Linked DNA regions of Drosophila melanogaster: region 2 is linked to region 1. Evidence: chromatin contacts called from public Hi-C data. All regions are on one chromosome and are shown on one strand. The core of a region is the stretch at or near the end of the contact, and the rest is flanking DNA. Distances in the headings are between cores, read along the strand shown. Region 1 holds the start of Pex1 (Peroxin 1). Region 2 holds the start of nuf (nuclear fallout).

Region 1 (3,362 bases), core at 151-2,650:
AAAACCGCATTTTAATTTGATTGCTTAAGATCTTAAGCTTAAGCTTAGATCTTAAGTTGAACTTGAAAATTCGAATGGTGTATTTATCAAATCTTTTGTTGTTAAATAATGATTTAACTCTTACCCTGTGTACATACATATACTTACATATATATCAAATTATATATGTGCTATTTAATTATATTTTTTAAACTTACGTTTTAACCAAATACGAAATACTTGCTGCATCCATCCGAGATGGCAAATCCGCATGAATATAGAGAGCCTACATATGTAATTCCGAATTTTAATTAATTTTATGAAATTAGTAAGTCAAATAAGCATTGAATTGTATGAGAAGAGAGTAAAACGCATTAAACTTTTGTATATTTTTCTATTTAATCGAATATTTATGTTGTTATTTTTTCACTCCGCACACAGCCAGCTACGAAAGTCCAAACGAACGCCAAAATATTGCATGCCAGAAGAAATGATTTTTAGAATATTTTACACTAAATGAACCACACATTTTATAAAATTTTATTCAAATTTTTATACAAAGGATATATTAAACAATATTAAAATATATTCCATTTATATGCCAATTTATTCTCACGAACAACAACAAATTGAAGAAGACTGATATAAAGCAGTTTACTATAAAGCAGCAGAACATTACACGCAAATTAAACTGAAAAGCTTTTGTAATCTCTTTTGGATAGTGTCTTCTCGCGATATTTAGATACTTAGATATATATTTAAAAAATGCAATAACGAATTTAGTTGAACTATAAGCACAGTTTTATTGTATTTAAATATTTACAAGTGCCATCGGCATCCTTATGCATACATATCCTTTCAATATCTTTTTCTGTTTAATTTGCAAAAATAAGGAAAAAGCGCAAGAGGAGATAAGTTCGCAACGTTTTAATGCAAACATACACGATTAGCACGCTCTGCATTGTTAGTTTTTAAATATTGTGTTATTTAATTTGATAAGACGCCAGCATGGTATACGAGGAGCGAAAGTGAAGGGAAATCGATATATTAAATATAAAATGCCGGATCTTTTGTACACATTTACATGACTATATTGAACACTCGAACTATTTTAAATAAAATATTATTAACCCAATAAACTAGCCAAAAACTAAAGTGTGTTTCCTTTTTTGAACGTAACTGATTCATTGCAAGTTTTAACTATTACAATTTCCTTTTAAATATAGAATAACATTTACTACGAGCTGTAATATTTATTTTATGTCTGTTCTCACGTAAATTTGAAAAACGGTTATGGCAGCGGTCACTGCTGGGAACAGTTGAAAAGGGCCATCTCTAATCAGCTGTCTCACCTGTTGCGCAAGTATCGGCTCAGCTGATGCGCGAGCTCCCATCTCTAATAAAGCAAAAGTAAATTCCGCTGAGAGCAGAAGTTTAGTGCGAAAATGATTTAAACCAGGAAGGAGCGTACTAAATTCACACACGCCCACAACGAGAATGTTCAAACGCACTTTTAAGGTGGTCTATCGGCCCATCAGGAGCAACTTTGTTCTGCTGCCGGATCAGTACTACGGCGTCGTTTCGACCTATGTAAGTGTCTAAAGGTCTTCGCTCCATTCAGATTAGATACGCCAAAGATTAATCCGGTGAACCATTCTGATTAGGACACGGGCTGCCTGAGCTTGCAGTACAATGGTCGGACGCATTACGCCTCCTGGGCGCCACAAAAGGGCGGCGGCGGCATTAAAGACACCGAGATTGGGATCAATGCCAGAGCGGCCAAGGAGATCGGTAAGCCATTACTTAACGGCCGGATGTGCATCGGTTGCCAATGTGCCGTAATATTGGACTCCGGCCATCTGCCCCGTACCTCGTACGCTAGCAGCACCCACTTACCCTTTCTTGCCGTAGGTCTGCACGAGAATGATCTGGTCAAGTGTGCGCTCATCGCTGACGTTCTCAACCTGCGCAGCGTCCACGTTACCCCCGTCTCGTCCAAGGACTGGGAGATCATAGTGAGTGACGGTTTCGCCTGCTTGGCGGCGTGGCCAGCAATCAGCGGTCAGCTTAAAAATAGACAAGTCCGTTTATATCGGATTAGCATTTGGCGCGGGCGTGCGCTTGGTCTTTATTTATACTGCCATTGCTTGGCCGGCATTGCCATTGACCCGCTGAATTGATTGGATTAAATTAACCAATTAATTAACCTTTAATCAGATTTCCCCTTTCTGTAAGGGGCTTAATTCATATACTTGCTTTTATTAATATGAAAACACACGTTTTTGCAGGAACTTAGCACTGAAAAGATATCGGGCAGTGTGCTGGAACAAACTCGCATAGTGAATTCAACGCAGATCCTTATTGTTTGGATTAATAAGTCGATGCAAGTTGCGCTGACAGTGGGTAAATATATGCCATCAACGAAATGTCGTTTGTATTAATTTGGAAACCATTTTGTTAGATCGTCTGAAGCCGCACATGAACTACGGGAGAATAGATCACAATACGGAACTCGTGGTGGCGCCCAATCTGTACAAGGGTCTGACCAATGGAACTTCAAATGGTGTTATAGAGGAAAACACAAAACTCTCCAGAAGTAAAACCACTGCCCAGGTCAAGGATGAGCTGACTGAAAAGTTAACACCGTTGACCCATTCCTCCACGGTGTCCAATGTGAAAAATACTATTCAGCGTAACAAGCGTCAGGATCACATGGAGCGTCTTAAAAAGGACTTGCGCCGCGAAAGCTCGCGTAGCTTCGAATTTCGTGTCATTCGAGGTCTATGGCGGGAGCAGGCCCAGGAGTCGGATGTGTTTGTGAACGGAAAGCATCTGCCTGAGTTCTTTGATCTAGATCTATTCTATTGCATGCACACCGCAGCCGACAAGGATTACTATGTGAGAGTGCGCACAGTAGAAGACGATATTGAGGACGATCTACCAGAAACCATTCATCCATCGATCGAACTAAATGCCAATCTTATGAAGTTGCTGGGTATTAAGGAATTGGAACGAGTGGTTCTAAGACCTAAAACTACCGTAGTTAACTTTGTAGAAAAAATTGAGCTATTTGCCAACAAGAAGACGCACTACAAAATCATGGAGAACGCATTTAAGCGATTTGTGATAGAGAGAACTCAGCACAAGCCGATGCTCTTCAACCAGGAGGAGGTGGTACGGCTGGAGGACGATTTACTGGTTACTGTTGGAATTTTACCAGAACACTTTCGTTATTGCGTGGTGGACGCGCAGTTTCTGAAGGAGTCCAAGATCTACGCAGCAGATCTGGTGCGTCCGGTTGGCGAGATTATTAAGGAGGAGACGCCTCCGACATCGCCACTAAGTGTTCAGGATCTCATCCAGTTACCGGAGTACGATAAGAT
Region 2 (3,645 bases), core at 1,110-3,609, 120 kb after region 1:
GTCATGGGACAAAGTGCCACATACTCGTGATCCGGCGAATCCGTGCGAGAAAACTTAGTATCCTCCGCCGACATGAAGGCTCCACAGCACCTAAATGCGTTTTTAAAGTTGTGTAATCTAAATGTTTTAAAATTATTTTTGAATTTTTTTTTTTTTCTTACCGCTCTTGAACATCTGCGTTGGCATCCAGCAGATACTTCACCATTGCCGGATCTTCATTGACGATGGCAATGTGCAGGACACTCTCTCCATAATACTCGTCGCTCATGTAAATGTCCAGGATGAGTTTCGGGTAGAATTTTAGCAATCTTTTGGCGAGATCTGCGTGCAAGGAAGATGCATTTAGCAGGCACAAATGGAGAATAGTTTCGCCCACAGCGCCACGCATCTGAAAAAGATTAATAAATTTAAAATTAACTGTGTTTACTCTAAAATATATAGACCAAAAAAGCAGTAGTATGAAACCATCAATACAATCGATTTGGGCTTATTCACTCCACATTATACACTCACATTAAGATCCCAGCAGACGAATCGATAGGCCGTAGGATTGGAGATATACTCGGCCTCCGAAACCTCGGGGCAGTAGTCATGGATGTTGAAATCGTCGTCAGGATTCTCGAGGGCTCGGATCTCGGGCAATTGGCGAGTGCGTGGGCGATCCCGATTTCGCAGCAGTACGAGCTTCGAGATGGGAAAATACCGTCCAGCGCCCTTGTTGTACAGAAAGGGCTCCACTTTGGTTTTGATAGCATGATCGATCTCAGCAAACTGTTTGGTTTGACAGGCTCTTTTCATCATGTCCACCAGGAGTCCACCGCCCTTGAGATTCACGAACTTGTATAGAGCCTGGGTGGAGACTCCGGCCTGCTTCTTCACCCCGCTGGTAACATTGCTCTCCGTATTCCCCATTATCCGATCCCAAATTCACTCTTCCCCTGGGTTTTTTTTTTATAATTTCTAAACGCTTTTAAACCGCGACATTGCTGGAGGAACTGTCTGCTCTTGGAATTTTCTATTTGTTATGGCGAGGTCCTTGTCCATTGGTGGCTATTGATAAAACATTTCCGTGCACGTCCGTTGCCAATGCAACAGCTGAACTTGAGCTCCTTTGCTTTGTTTACGCTGTGTTGCTACGACATCGTACCTGTTGCACCTGTTCAACAAGTCTCATTGGCCTCTTCTATGGGTTTGGTTTGCTTATCATGAATCTATCAACGAAATGTAGGTGAGTCGTGTATTACTTGTTATCTTGTTTTTTTACATGTATAATTTAATTTTACATTTTTATGTCAGGTAAACATTTAAAAAAATTAATAGTGTTACATATTTATAAAATACTTTAAAAAAATGTATAAAGTCCACTATGAAGCCTAGCTTTAAAAATGTATTTTTTCATTATTTAAGTTTGGGGAACAATGATTTATAAATAAATAAACGGTTTATTACTTTTAAAAATGAATTTTGAATTCGAAAATTATTGACTTAAACAGTGTGGTTCATGTCCTCGCTGTCAGGGCTTAGCCGTGTCAATATTTTCTACATTTTTAACTACACGAGTATTCTACAAGATTTGTTACACAGCGTTCACACCAGACAATACTCAAAATTTCACTTTCAATTATAAGCAATTTAAATCATTTATTGAAATTTATGTTTTCATTAAGGTCACTTTATTCTACAGTCCAGAACTGACAGTTAACAGATAACCTAGCAGAAAAAAGTGTCAATGACTTCGTAGCGATGACGTGGAAAAATTTTATGCGGAACTAAAGTGGATTTCAACTTATGATTTGCTAGAGTGAGCCCGCTTGCCATAAGGACATAAAATATTATAGCTTTGATATCTCCCAAAATATTTCAGCTAATTAATTGGGACAACAACCCAAATGAAGCTATCGAATAATAATCGATTAAGCAAAAAAGGCGGCTAAAGTATATGTTTATTAAAGTCGCTTAGTAGTTCGATAGGTCTTAGCGAGGACTAGGTCCGATAACAACTTTGGTATGTGTCTACGATAGTCCAATCAGACAGTTGAAATAAAACTCTAATGTATTTCCTAAGGTAAATACTTTACAAGAAAGCTATATAAATAAAGTTCTATAACACCTATGAAAATTATATATGTGCAAAATAAAAAAATTAGATAGAGCACAAAAGCATTTGTGTTTCAGAAACCTGCTACTCTGTTAAGTAGTTCAAAATATCAGAGAGTTAACATAGCTAGCGAAAAGAAGAGTGACCGTGTTTGTGGCAGCGAAATATACTGCATGTAAGCAATCCTAAGAAATCAAGGATATTGTGGATCTACGAGACTGGCCACACTTTGCCATATATAAGCCAATGCAAACCGGAAACAACGCGATTTCGGTCGTCGAATTTAGTTTGAAGCGGACGCATCGTCGGGCTGGCATATATCGAAACTGCAATTGCATTTTTTTAATATTTTTACTCGTAATCAAGCGTTAGTTGTTGCTGCGCGCGTGAAGTCGAATTGTATAGAAGTATCGGAAAACGACATTATTTAAAACCATTAGGAATATACAATTGGACTTTGGCGTTTTATTACTTTTACATATTTTCGATAGCGCGCGCGGTGATATTTCCCACGTAAAACCACCAAATCACAACACAGCTCAAAAAATAAGTTAAAGACGTTGCCAACGTTACGCACGCGTACAAATACAATTTACCAATAAAAAATGCAGCTATAAGTGCTTTGATATGCGAAGAATGCTGAATTAAGTGAAAGTGTAAGAAAATCGAATAAAACACAATAAACAAAGCCGATTTTAGGCAATATTCGGCTCAACTACCTGTTCTGCAACAAATACATAAACAGAAACAACAACAACACCGAGATCCAACTGTTGCGCTTCGCCGGCTATCTTCGTCTCCCTCTCTCCTTAGACTGCGCGCGTGTGTGTGTGTGTTCCTGTATTTTCACCATTCAGTTGTTGTTGTGGCTTTTCGCCAAGTGCAAATAATTCGTTTTTTTTTGTTTTTAACCAAATTCATGTTCAGCTAACGGTTAAAGCCACTCGTCTGCTCCAATTGGATACGCAAATATATTTCAACAGGTGCGTTGCCCGAACTAACTGTGTGCAAAACGGTTCCCAATTAGCAAATGTTTAAACTGTACTGTTATACTGTTTCTTTAAAAGAAGAAGAGGGAAAAACGAGATAACTGAATAGATAAGGAGATCTAATTGGGCAATAATAACTACTTTTGGGTGCAAAATATTAAGTTCTATAGTACAAATCTCGAAAGTTAAACCTCCTACAGAATCTGACTGTAGGAAAGATAATATACCCCAAATGATCTCATCTCATCTAATCTGATCTTTAGTTTATACTAAGCTTATACTAAGACAGAGTTATAAATATTTCGAGATAAATAGTTTCTTTACAGCTAAGCTGTGAAACTATTTAAAAAAAAGTAGCTTGTCATATTAAGTATTCAACTTATCCTAATAGTTTACTATGTAAATTAGGTTAGGAAAACATAAAATGATATTATAGGCATGATATCATTTAAACATATTATTGTTAGAGAAAGTAATGTTTGTTATTTAACACATTTATATTAACTGCGTGACTAGTGTGCCTGTCAGATGACGCACTTAATTGCTTCCCATCCTTTA

The links. Hi-C and Micro-C count contacts between places; a contact is called where the count stands out from the background.
Region 2: a contact with region 1 is called in a Hi-C map of the Kc167 cell line, with 4 times the contacts expected there. A contact is called at or near these places in 5 of 107 Hi-C or Micro-C datasets (the Clone 8 cell line, the Kc167 cell line and embryo) and 3 of 7 datasets of targeted methods (the Kc167 cell line and the S2 cell line).

What each region holds. Positions count from the first base shown.
Region 1 is chr3L:14,070,492-14,073,853 of dm6, forward strand. Pex1 (Peroxin 1) reads left to right here and starts at 1,401. Exons shown (of 9, transcript NM_143759.3): 1 at 1,401-1,569; 2 at 1,644-1,770; 3 at 1,891-1,994; 4 at 2,268-2,382; 5 at 2,441-3,362. The coding sequence starts at 1,477. Frl (Formin-like) reads left to right here. Exons shown (of 9, transcript NM_001144476.3): 9 at 1-1,092.
Region 2 is chr3L:14,188,511-14,192,155 of dm6, forward strand. It overlaps nuf (nuclear fallout), which reads left to right and starts at 2,360. Exons shown (of 12, transcript NM_001259821.2): 1 at 2,360-3,081. It overlaps nan (nanchung), which reads right to left and starts at 1,138. Exons shown (of 9, transcript NM_140439.3): 1 at 514-1,138; 2 at 162-388; 3 at 1-90. The coding sequence starts at 912.